Linked DNA regions of Mus musculus: region 2 is linked to region 1. Evidence: chromatin contacts called from public promoter capture Hi-C data. All regions are on one chromosome and are shown on one strand. The core of a region is the stretch at or near the end of the contact, and the rest is flanking DNA. Distances in the headings are between cores, read along the strand shown. Region 1 holds the start of Tmem81 (transmembrane protein 81). Region 2 holds the start of Shisa4 (shisa family member 4).

What was found. Promoter capture Hi-C pulls out the DNA fragments that hold promoters and counts their contacts.
Region 2: a promoter capture Hi-C map of liver shows a contact between it and region 1, with 4 times the contacts expected there. The contact joins the promoter of Shisa4 here to the promoter of Tmem81 in region 1. A contact is called at or near these places in 2 of 39 promoter capture datasets (hippocampal neurons and liver).

Annotation. Positions count from the first base shown.
Region 1 is chr1:132,502,967-132,509,381 of GRCm38.p6, forward strand. Tmem81 (transmembrane protein 81) reads left to right here and starts at 3,264. Exons shown (of 2, transcript NM_029025.3): 1 at 3,264-3,530; 2 at 4,199-5,673. The coding sequence starts at 4,492. The coding sequence ends at 5,271. It overlaps Rbbp5 (retinoblastoma binding protein 5, histone lysine methyltransferase complex subunit), which reads left to right. Exons shown (of 14, transcript NM_172517.2): 14 at 798-2,699. The coding sequence ends at 826.
Region 2 is chr1:135,371,527-135,377,941 of GRCm38.p6, forward strand. It overlaps Shisa4 (shisa family member 4), which reads right to left and starts at 3,537. Exons shown (of 5, transcript NM_175259.4): 1 at 3,363-3,537; 2 at 2,852-3,023; 3 at 1,626-1,759; 4 at 671-838; 5 at 1-470. The coding sequence starts at 3,435. The coding sequence ends at 424.

The DNA of each region.
Region 1 (6,415 bases), core at 2,014-4,513:
ATCTTGTCTTAATTTCAGTCTATCCTCAGCAAATGTGACTGTTTTCATTATCAGTTTTCATTTATAGATTAGAACTTCATTTTAAAAGTAACATTGGGGGGAGTAACATTCACATAACTTTATAAATGAGCGCCTTTCTTTTATTACTTAAGCAGCTAACTGTCCCCATTCTCCCCCTCCAGGCATTGTGTTACCCTCATTTAGGTTATAGCCAGGAGGCTTTTCTTCACCTTGTTCTCTGTTTATACTTCCTAGTTCATATTTCACAGCAGCCCATTTACAGATGCCCCTCAGAAGTTGAACAGATTCTATGGAGTCACCAGGGAAGTGGCTGTTTGTTCTTTCTACTCAGGATTTTATTCACTAAACACACACAGTAGTAGCCCTCGTCAGCATCACACCTTATCTGGGGCGCCAAGCTAATAAGAAAGAGTATGTCACTTAAGGAACAGTGGGGCTTGAACAGGGGGTGTCTTGTTCCCTGTTAATCATAGTGACTGATTAGTCTAACATGGAAGACTGAAAGGGCCAGTACCCTTACTTTGTTGTGATCACCAGAGAGCCTGGTTATCAGCTTAGCAATTGTGTAGAAGCTCATCCATTGACACTCCCTTGGAACACACTGGGACAATGCCGAAACGATACTGAGTAGGGATTTGGAGTACGGATGGGCGGTTGCTTCAGCGAAGAGTGACTGGGAGTTGGGTTGTGTGTTTTTCTTCAAAGGCAGACATCCTTAGCCTATGTGTGCCTGCCTGAAATACTAAAGGAAATCTTTTGGTGTCTAATCTCTTTAGCAGGAGGAGCCATCTCAGAACTGCTGTGAAGACCGTGGAACCCTTGGTTCTTCTCACTCTGTCATCAGGTAGCCTTTGGACAGCGTGGCCAATCATCTGAGATTGGCTTTAGTTGAAAACAAAGGCCTCTGCCTCCCACCCAGGAGGTGAAGGAGTGGATTTTGTGTTTGAATGAGGAAGTGAATTATGGAAGAAGAGCACACGGCCCTGCCTTCCTTTCAAGCAGAAGTCCAAACAGGCTCTCAGGAACGCGGATGCGCGAAGACGGCAGGAGGCTTGACCCACTTCAACTTCACACCAGGTTGTGTTGCTGGTGAAGAGTGCCCGTGTTTTGTTCACCTAACTGTTGGAGTCCCATCTTTGGACGTGTCATTTCCCATGTCCTGCTTGCCTTCCGTCCTCCATGCATGTCCTCGAGTGACTTGTTCTTTTCTGAAAATTTGCTACCAGCACCTAGGAAGACTGATGCATCTTCTGTTTCTTTCATTCATAACTTTCCCCTCCCAGTGCTTCCTGTAGCTCCATATTGTGTATAAAGGTTGGGCAGAGAAGCAAGTGCTCGAAAGATTTCAGACTGGCAGGAAAGGAAGGAGGAACGAAGGCCCCTATCACGCTATCTTACCATGCCCTTTGCTCAGGAGGCTGGGCTCTAGAGAATCAGGGGTTCCCTTGCATTGCATGTTTTCCAGTATTAGATCCGTTTGAATAATCATGGCTTTTGGATATGATTAGTTTTATCCATCTCCAGCTAAGAATCATCAGTAGTTTGTGTATCGCTTTACCTGTGTTGACTTCCAGAGTTAGAAACAAAGCAAGGTGTGTTTCTCCACGAGGTTCTTTTTTATGGGTGTGGGGCACTATGCAAGGACTGACATGAGAGACCTCCACCCCCAAATCAAAGCAACAGCAGCCCACTTCAAATCAAAGATGAGGTTCGTTCCTTAAATCCTTGCCTGTGGAGAACCTGTCCCCGGCAGCCATAGTTTGTCCTTTCCTGGAGCTACGCCCCATTACTGTCTTCACTCACTTCCTTTCTGTGAAAGGTTGCTTAGCTTTTACCCTTCTCTTTCTCACCTTGGCTCTCTCTGCATTTGCTGTTCTTTTAATAAAAATAGCAAATTGAATGGATTTGTACAATAAGTGTTTGAAATTTTCTGAAAATCCAAAGTCAGGAAGCCAAGTGTGCGAAGGGTTAGTGACGCCTCTGGCAATAGCTTTGGCTTGCCCTGGGCCATACTCTGTCAGCACTGAAAGGAGGTTTAAATACTATGCTAATTGTGAAATCTCTTATCAGTTGGTGGAGGCTCCTTCAGACAGCCAAACCCGTTGATTACATTGTACTGTGGTAGATGTGACAGGGACACGCTGGAAGTTTCTAGTTCTGTTGCTCCTGTGCTGCTTCCAAGTGTGAGTGAGACCAATGGTTGTGATTGGTAAGTGGCTCACGGGATGTTTTTATTTGTAGACATTACCTCCATGTCATGTCTCTGTACAGCACACTGCAGTGGTGTGCAAGCTGATGCAGGGGTTTCTGCCTTCCCTGTGTGAAGTGGCTTGATTTCCCTCCATCTGGATGCTAATGCTGTGTCCCATTTCCATTAATGAGCTACTGAGTAAATCAGCTCAAACCCTGCCAGATTGTCTCTGGCAGCAGCTCCTAATAATTATTTATGCTTTGGGAATCTTTTTGTCGGCTTCTAGAACCTTCCGTCCACTCTCAGCTTAGGTTTTTGATTTGTGTAATATATGTATATTCTTTTTCCTTGCTGTCGTCCTCCCTGCCTCTCCGTTTTGTTTCTTAAAATGTTCTGTAGTTTTGTACAAGATGAGACTTAGCCTTGGGTACTTCTTGCTAAAGCTTTAATGCTTTGTAAATAAAATTGGATGTTTATTAAACCACAAGTATACATGCTTGTTTGTAAACACTGCCTGCTTCTGGAACTCAGCAGCCATCTTTGTGTTTGTACAGTAGAAAATACGTGTGGATTTTAGATCTTTCTCTGTGGTCATTTGGATCTGGAAAGGTCAGGCAGTTTGGAGTCCTTCCGTTGTCCAAACTAGAAATAAATGATTTGAGCCAAAAGCTGATGTTAATGAAAACAGTCACATAGGGTTTTCTTATTATAAGCTTTGAAGAGGCCACAGTGCTAGGCATTCAGGGAGGTTATAGTAGTGCACCTAGAGGTTCTAGCCTTCCAAGGATCTTTGTTAGTCTAAATGTAGTTAATATTCTTCCTTGTTAATCCTGTTCTCTGATGAAGTAATTTTAACATCAATACAGAATAGTTGTTATCTCATAAAGAATAAGATATCTCAGAGACTCAAGTAGTATGGTTTCAAAGATTACCAAATCTGTCTGCTTGCTACTCTGTTCTGTCGCTAAGAACCCATCTTTAGCATCATAGCTGCTTCATAGCAACCTTCATTGATGCGAACAATGAGCTCTTCTGTGCTGCGGGGGTAAATAGAGCAGACCAGAGTCAGGCAGCACCAGTCCGCCTCACACTAGGCAGGTCCTGATTCACTTAGAACAGGACGAGCTGCCTCTGCCATAGCGTACTCACTTGCTCCTTTGGAAGGGTGTGTTGGACTAAGTCTCTAACCTGGGCTGGTCTCACATGGGTGTATAGCTGAAGCTGACCTGGAACTTGTGATCTTCGTGAGTGCTGGGAGAAGGGCTGTGCAAACTCCCAGTTTATGTGGTGATGGGGATCAAAACCGAGCTTCATGCAGGTGCAGAACGCGTGCTGCCACACTCCACTAAAGCTTTTTCTTTTCAGGAGACAGGTCTTAGAGTTAGCCCGTTTAGCCCAGGCTAGCCTTGAATTTGCCAGCAGTCCTGCCTCTTTGAGGCTGCTGTCACCATACCTTGCTTTCCATTTCTTTGAAAGTCTATACAGTGAAGGTAGTTAAACCTGGGAATGGGGCTTTCAGGTGCAGTGTTCAAAGGGACCTACCTGAAATGGACAAGGGGGGAGTCACGTGGCTCCAGCCCAGAGTTGTCTGTTTTTTTCAAGACGGTTTCTTGGTGTAACAGCGCTGGTTATCCTGGAACTCGATCTGTGGACCAGGCTGGCCTTGAATTCACAGAGATCCACCTGCCTCTGTCTCCTGAGTTCTGGGATCAAAGGTATGCGCCACCAGGCCCAGCCAAAGTTATCTTTCTAATAGAGGTGGTTTAGGAATATTCACAGTAAATTATTCAAGATATTCGAATTAACATCCTAGCCCAACCTTGCCTCACCCCTTTTGTAAGACTGGTTTTGTATCTGATCAGATTTAGTACGGGACTTTGAAACTCTCCCACAGTTTGGGAGGGAGGGAAAGAGTTAGCTTATACACCTGGGTAACATGGAAATTCACTTCAGCTTCTCAGGTCTTTTCCTTTTTTCCTTCTAAAGCCTGTGGGTTTAAGTTCATTAGGAAGCGACCAGAATTGTGCCCTGGAAGACGCCCCTGGCAGGCTTAAGCAAGCAAGCTTAGAGAGTCAAGCGACAATACTGTAAAAAGTCTTCCTGCCTGTGGCCTTACCTAAGACTATGGACCCCGCTTCTGTGCACATCTGTGCATGTGTCTGTTTTGCTGACAACTGTACATTATAATCTCTCAATGCTCAGGGCTATTCCAAGCTGGAGGCTCTGTTGTGGTACAATAGAACATTCATCTGGAATGCCTGCTAGTAAAATACTGAGTCATGAAGACTGGGGCCATCGTTTTTATCCTTAGGAGTCTGTTATCAATAACCTACCTGCCTTTGGTGTTGATGACACTGGACATCCCTGAGGAGCTACAAAAAGCCGTGGGGAGAGTCATTGTCAATGCCACAGGATGCAGTGTTACATGTGGCCTTGGCTACAAGGAAGAGACGGAGTGCGAGGTGGGTCCCGACGGAGTGAGGAGAAACTGCACGTTCCAGCGTTTGGAGTGTGTGACCAACTGGATCTGTGGGATGCTCCATTTCACCATCGTCCATGGGAAGACGTTTGAGCTGAACTGTCTCAGCTCAGACATCCTGGAGAAAGGGCAGGAAGCCTTCCGCTTCACCTGGAGGCTTGCCCGGGGCATCATCTCTACTAACGACGAGCTTTTCAGACCCTTCCGAGCCAATTCCCCCTTTATAGGATTTAAACCAGCCTATGAGTATAACGCTGGGACGTATCGATGTGACGTGCAGCTGCTAAAAAACTTGAAATTTGTCAAGAGGCTCTATTTTGGACTGAGGGTCCTTCCTCCAAAGTTGGTAAACCTAAATTTCCAACAGTCCCTTACTGAGGATCAGAAGTTGATAGATAAGGGCTGGGAAGTTAATCTGGACAATGGGTCTAAGCCTCACCTCCCTGTGTGGCAAAGGAAAGTGACATCGGCCTTGGGCATAGGAATTGTGGCTGGAGTGGTTGGCGGCGTGTTGGTGAGCGTTGCTGTCTTCAAGGCCCTGGGAGGGACTGATGGCAGTGGGGGCCGCACCCGCTTATGATGCAAGTCTTCCTCCCAGGAGGCTGGCTACCTAGGAAGCTAAGCTAGATTGTATGTGTGCCTCTGATGGTGAAGTGTCAAAAGAGGGCTCTCAGCCAGAGTTGGCTAGGAGGCTGGGAAGATGTAACCTCAGTAGTTCAGGGCAGCATCCACCATTGTATTCAGGTTTCCCTGATCCTAGATGCTCAGGAGATCCACTGCAGGCTTAGGTTCTGTCCCTAGAGAGAGTTCTGTCTTGCAAGCTTGTTTTTGTGCCACACTTCCCAGTGTGTGTGCCCCGCTCACCTCCACTCCACCTCTCTGAACAGTGTATTGACCAGAATGTACTAATCGCAGCCTTTTATGTTGGGAGTTTTTTTTTAATTTTTTTTTTGTTTTGTTCAATAAAAATAATTCACAGGAACTTTATGGCAGTCTAACCCTTTGTTGTTTTATGTAAAGTTTCTCTCCTGTAGAAATTGGCCCATAGTTGTCCTGGCTCTCCTTTTCCTTAGGTTTTCTAGAACATGCATTGGACAGATTGCTTTATATGGCTCTGTGGGAAGGGTTACTAGCAGTGACACCTGAGTCAGCAGATAGACAGCCTTAAATGTTAATAGCTTCTCTACCCTCCCCGTCCTCCCTAGGTAGCCCTCTGAGTTCAGTATTAAATGTCCTGGCAAAACACTGGCTCCTGGTCACTGCAGTCTTCCCTATGCTCCTCCATTTTGCATTATCTGTTCCTGGGGCTTGTGTTCCTGGAAAGGTCAAGTGTACTGGTTTCTTACAGCCGTTGAAGTCCCCAAAGGAGGACTGCTGCCTTCATTTCTCTTGAGGAAATCCAGTCTTAAGCCCCTCAGACGTCATTCATGGGGAGTCTGAGGTAATTGGCTTATGGAACCCATGGGGAAAAGGCTCCTGGGCACCAGCTGAAAGCAGGAGACCATTCCTCCTTCCTTCTCTGTAGCTGCAAGAGTGCCAGGATCCAGAGCCCCCACCCCCCCACCCCGCGCTCCTCTTCCTTAGCTGTTCCAGAATCGCCTGGATGGCTTTGAAACCTAACCATTTCTGAGCCCCAACTCAGAAATGCTAATTCAGTGCAAGTCAGAACCAAAGGATAACTAGTGTTTGCTTGTTAAAAGGTTTGGTGACACTCCCCCCCCCCC
Region 2 (6,415 bases), core at 2,287-4,786, 2.9 Mb after region 1:
TGTGGCCAGCTGTTGATAGAGCCCCCTCACTTGTCTCCACCTCAGCCCAAACTGGGCATATAGGAGGGGTCCCACCTTTCTGATTGGGGTCCTGGGCACAGAGGGACGACTTGAAAACAGAGACTGTGGCCTAGGCTCTCATCTTACTCCCAGTCTCCCAGTAAAAATAGCTCATGAATCCCAAGTCCTCCCTACCCACCCCTCATCCACGGCCTGGTTCCAGCTCAGCTCACGTTCCACTTCTCTGGGGCTCTGTCCTCAGCAGGGCCCAAGGCTTGGTTTGACTGGGGGCTGGCCTGATGACTAGGAGACCCTTGCCCACCCTCAGGGCTAGATGCAGGTACAGGACGGGGACTCTCCCAAAAAAAAAAAAAACCCAAAAAACGACATCACGGAAGGGACAGCAGAGCCACAGCTGTCTCTTCAGGCTCCTGGATAAGAGGGCTGTGGTGGCATATAAGGCGGAGGAGCTGAAAACCAAGGAGACAGGATAAGGGTCAGTGGGACACAGGAAGACAGGAAGTACTCTCCCCCCTTCATGATGCGCAGGTTCCATGGGAAGAAATGCCTAGAAGTTTCCAAGGAGACATGGAGGGACCCTGGGAAAGGTAATCCACCAGCGAAAGGAGTGGGGACAAGAAGGGACAAGGATTCCAGGTCGTGCATTTACCTGCAGGGTTGTAGATTGGGGGCCCAGCTGGGTAGAGGGGATACTGAGGAGCAGGGCCGCTAGGTGGGTACATGAAACCAGGCTGTGGAGGTGCAGGGCCAGCTTTGGGATCCGGGGGGTACTGGTATACTGGCTGCATTGGGATGCCTGTCATAGGAATCTCCTGGCCTAGAAGAGGGACAAGGATCCGCATTTAAATACCCAGCTCCCATAGAAACCTCCTCCCATCCAGGAGACCAAGGTAAGCACTCTGGCAACTGCCTGGCAGGCTGCTGGGTGGCCACTTGTAGCCTTTGCCTCCCAAAGTCTGCTTGCCCAGAGTTGAGCAGGGAGCTATGTATGAAGCTAAGCAGGTCAGTCTGTGTTGAGCAAGTTTGTTTCTCCCCCACTCCTACCCCACCCCTGCAAGCAGGTTAGAGAGCCTTCAGGAGGCAGGCTAGCCTGGGAGAGTCCCACTTGGGTAGAAGATGGGCAGCTCCAGATGCTGGTATCTTGTAATCCAACATAGCTGCCTCTAAGGTGGTCCTCCCCTCATGCTGATCTCCTGTATGGTGTCATCATCCCCATGTTTATCAGGCCTGGGCAGTTACATGCAACACTCAAACATACATCCGAAGTACTTGAACACGGCCCAGTTAGTGTTCACTACTACAGACCCCACTTCAGCCCCAGACGTGCTTATACCTACTGCACACTTACCACCGACGGATGCATTCCTGCGCACGACTGAAAGTTCATGTGCATGCACATACAAGGGCACACTGACTCGCTCCCATACATTCCTGGATGCAGTCTAACGCTCAAGGGTTCACTTGCACACATTTCCCACTGGCGATGCTCAGGCACACAGAAACCCTCACTACTACAGAATTCACCAGTCCTTCGTCCCTTTGGTGCCCATCACAGCAGTCAATCCAGCCCGTTTCAGACTCATCTTGCCTGACTCTGTGCGTACCTTCAAACGTGCTCTGGAGCTGCTGGCGCCTTCGGTATAGGTAACAACAGGAACAGAGGAAGCAGCAGATGGTGGTGGCAACCACAGCAACAAAGAGGATTACAGCAGAGGCGATGCCTGCTATGGTCTTGGGACTTTAGACAAAAAACAGGTCCTCTCACCTTCCAACATTCATAAGAGGAACTCCTCACGGAGCTGACTCCAACTCTTGGCCAGCAGGGAGCCACAGCATGCTATGTCTTGGGGTTCCCTGTGGGATTAATTCTGCCCACCTTGTTAAGTAGCTCTAAGAGACCTCTACTTCCCAGGAGGCCATGCTGTCTGGGTAGCTGGCATGAGGCATGCTGGGATTTGTAGTGTGCCCACCTACCACTGCTTTTATATTGGTTAGGTTTAAAGTATGTTGGCCTCAATGGAGCCTTTGAAATAATGAAGGGCCATTATCATCAAATCTTACAAGAGCTTGCAATCCCCTTATATCAGTTTTATGTGTTTGCAGCTCCCTTTAAAAAGTTTGAAACCACTAATTTGGGGGCTGGGAGTGTAGCTTAAAGTAGCATGTTGGCCTGTTTGAGGGCCTACCCTTAGCCCTGGGCTGGATGGGGGAAGGATTAGCAAAACTTTTAATTTTGGCAACTGTTTCTTTTCTTTTCTTTTCTTTTCTTTTCTTTTCTTTTCTTTTCTTTTCTTTTCTTTTCTTATTTGTTTGTTTATTTATTTATTTATTTATTTATTTGGTGGTGTTATCGTTTTTGAGATAGTCTCACTTTGTAGCCCAGGCTGGTCTGGAACTCTTTAGTGATGATCTTCCCGCCTCAGCCTTCTGAGTGCTGGGATTACAGGTGCGAGCCACCAGGCCGGGCTAGCAACTTCCATATTATTTTAAAAGGTAGCGGTACTCTATAGAGGGCAAGCGCCTTAGCTGGATCACAGTGCACCAGCCTGGAAACAAAACCCAAGTCTTCCTGCCCTCTCACCAGAGCGTCTACCAAGGCACTCTGCTGTTTGAATGTTAGTGTTAACTCAGCACACTCCCTCCCAGGACCTGTCAGGATCCAGAAAGCCCCTGGAAACAGCCCAGGCAAGCCCATGGTAACTAACACCAACCACCCAGCTCTGTCACCATTTGGAGTCCTGGTGACTCCTGCAGTTAAGAATGTGGAGGTGGGCACTGGAGCCAGCAGGAGGCCTCCGGAGAGGGGGTGGAGTGGGAGTCCGCAGCCCACCTGAAGGCCAGGCAGTGTTTCTGCTGTCTCTCGGTGATGAGTAAGGTCAGGTCCCTGCAGCAGTACCGCTGGTAGCAGGTCCCGCAGCAGAAGGTGAAGAACTCGCAGTCAAATCCCGGATGCCAGGAGCCATTCCGGTCCAGATACCACAAGCAGTCCTCACTCGCCAGCGCTGCGGGCAGGGGTGGAGGTGCCCAGTGGACACCAGTCCAATTCAGTTCTAGCCACCCTCAATCTCACTGCCTTGACAAGCTGAAAGCTCACTTTTGTTTCTACCCTAAGCTAGAAGTCCTAGAAGCCCCTTTCTCCCTGAAGCTGAACCCCGCGCCTGGGGGTCAGGTTCCCGCTGCCTGACCTCTCAGCGCCCTTTCTTTCCTGCTCCGGGAACAACCGCAAGCATCTGGGGGGCATGGACACCCGGAAGATAGCCTCTGAGGACATGGCTGGTCCCTTTCACCTCTCCCTGATCTCGCCCCACCCCACCCATCTCGTGTCGCTCTCCATCCCTTACCCAGAGGAGCCCCAAGCACCAGCAGGACGACGGCTGCGAGCGGCGCGGTCCCGCGGGGCCCCGCGGGCGGCATGGCGAGAGGGGGCTGGGCGCGGCCAGGACGGCCTGGAAAAGGGGCCGCAGGACAAAGCTGGACGAAGCCGGCCGGCGGGAGCTGCAGCACCGCCCAGCCCGCGGCCAGGCTCTGGCTCCTCTCCCGCCTTCTTGGGGCGGGACTAACGCCCCGCCTGCAGTAACCCTGCCAGGGCCCCGCCCAGGGGTCTGCCCACCAGCGACGCCCACCCAGCCTCAGCACCGGCCTGGTACCCCTCACCCCAAGACACAGCCCTGCTCTCTCTGTCCACAACAGTGTGGTGACTCCTTTAGTCTGAGCCCTTAAGGGCACAGCCAACAGCTGGTCACTGCGGTCAGGGAGGCCTGGCAGTACCCTGTGCCCGCCTCTCTCCTGAGACCAATCATTATCCCAGACCCCAGAAACACTGATCCTGGTGCCACCTCCTAATGAACAGCTCATGGGCCAACTCTGGAGGGGCAGGGCCGCACCTTCCCTTGTGTGGGACCTCCTCTGCTCTGGTGTCCAGTCTTGGACGTCCTGCAGGGGGAGGATGGGGCAGCGTCACCCTGCCCCCATTCCTAGAAACAGGCATCCATTGAGAGGAAGTTCAGAGAAGCTTTGTCCCCATCGGTGCCCACAGGGCCTGGGCCCTGGCAGCTGCACTGGCTCCTGAGATGGCCCCTTCTCCCTCTGAATGGACAGCTCCAACTATAGCCTCACTCCTCACCGGTAGGGGTGGCCGCCGCCACTTGAGACACAGCCAGTTAAACACTTTACAGTGGAAACTCTTTTTCTTCATGGAGCAAGCCTGCAAAAAATACTACATAAGCTATCAGGGTCAACAGTTAGTTACAGGTGGAAAGTCTCAAAGAAGAAAGTCAATGTACCTTTACCAACTCGTGTGGAGTTGATGCAGGACTCAGCGTCAGAGCCTGGGGCTCCAACGAGCCAGGTTTAGACAATTACCCTCAATAGACAATTAAAATAACCAAATTAATAGTGAAATGTATTCAATATGGCCACACTGGAAAGAGGGTCATGGAGATCTAGTGATTCCTTTCCATGCCCTAGTCCTGTGGGTCTCAGCCTTCCTACTGTGGCAACCCTTTGACACAGTTCCTCAAACTGTGGTGACTCCCAACCATAATATTATTTTCATTGCTACTTCATAATTGTAATTTTGCTACTGTTATGAATGTAATGTAAATATCTGTTTTCTGATGGTCTTGGGCAACCCTTGTGTGAAAGGGTGCTTCTAACCCCAAGAGGGGTCTCGGCACAAAGATCCTAGTCCATCTCAAGTAAGGGCAAAGCTTAAATAGAGAGTAAGATATTTGACTAAGTGGTCCAGGCAAGATGTGATTCCCCTGCCCATTACTGCCTTGGCTCCTAGTTGCTCCTGCAAGGTTACTGACAAACTGTAAAGTCTTTCACCAGGAGATATGTGCCTTTTCTGTATGCCCCTGGGCCTTCACCAATTCCTCACCCAGCGGAAAGTTCCTGGGGTCCATTTCTTGGAGTCCATTCTTTCAATACTCTGACAGCTAAAGAGGAAGCAAAAGTCCCTAAGCATTCGTTCACTGCTGCCAGACAGACAGGTAGTTACAGAATGTGGAGTAGTCATGCTCCACCTGCATGCAGTTCCCTGACCAGGACTACCGATCAGCTGAGGCAGAGTAATGGCTACCTTAGTCTCCTGCCATGGACACTTAAGAAAATATTTTTTATGTGTCTGAGTATTTGCCTGCATGTGTGCATGTGTACTACACGCATGCCTGGTGCCCTTGAGGGTGTCTGATGCTCTGGAGCTAAACTTATGGGTAGTTGTGAACCATCCCATGGGCACTGGGAACCAAACCTGGGTCTTCCTTCAGCAAGGGCACCAAGTGCTCTGAACTGCCGAGTCGTCTTTGAAGCCCACGCCATAAGGCCCTCTAATATTTGGGCATCTACCTCATCGGACTCTTTGCACAACTCCCCTAGCTAAGCCACACTGGTAAATATTTCTATCATTACCATCACAGACTATAACTCAAATGTTAAAGGTTTAAGGTAGAGTAGCAAATGGTGAAGCAAACAGTAGGGCCCATTATCTCTACACAGGCGGATCTTGACTTTCAGCTAAAGGGTACACGGACCGAAAATGCTTCCTGGTGTTCAGGGTGAGGGAACCAGAGGTCATGGGCAGCAAAGCAGAATGCCAGTGAGTTAGGGAAAGGAAATCACGGAAGGATAGCCCTAAAATTATTCTTGTAGGTGGTGGCACATCCTTCCAGAGAGAGAGAACAAGAGAAGCATGCTCCGGCCACCAGAAGAGGCTGGCAGGAGTGTGTTGGACAGTCATAAATACCACTGCCAAGGACATGTCTTGACTCAGTACCACCTATGTCTGCCCACCCATTGCTGTCCTTCTTCCTCTATCATGAGCTCCATGAAAGCAAGGCTACTGTCACCAAGCTGCGGAAGTAGGTGCCCAGCAAAGGACTGTCCCTCCTGTCCCAAGTTGACTCTGCTCTCTTCTACGTGAGTGCTTTAGATCCACCTTGCCTGTCTCTGTATTATTCGGTATCTTGTTTGTTTCTTTTTAAAGATTTATTTATGTATTTTATGCATATGAGTACACTGTAGCTGTCTTCAGACACAACAGAAGAGTGCATCAGATGTCATTACAGATGTTTGTGAGCCACCATGTGGTTGCTGGGAATTGAACTCAGGACCTCTGGAACAGCAGTCAGTGCTCTTAACCTCTGAGCCATCTCTCCAGCACTGGTATCTTGTTTATAAAAAACAAAACACTTTATTACTTTTATTTGTGTGACATTAGGTAAGAGGATAAATTGTAAGAATTCATTTTCTCCTCCCAACATGTAGGTTCGAGGGATCTTAACTCAGGTCTTTAGGCTTGGCAATGATTGCATTTTTCAGCTGACCCATCTCACTGGCCCACTCCCCTGACCCCTCCCCCCTTTAAAACAAAACGAAACAAAAACAGATTCTC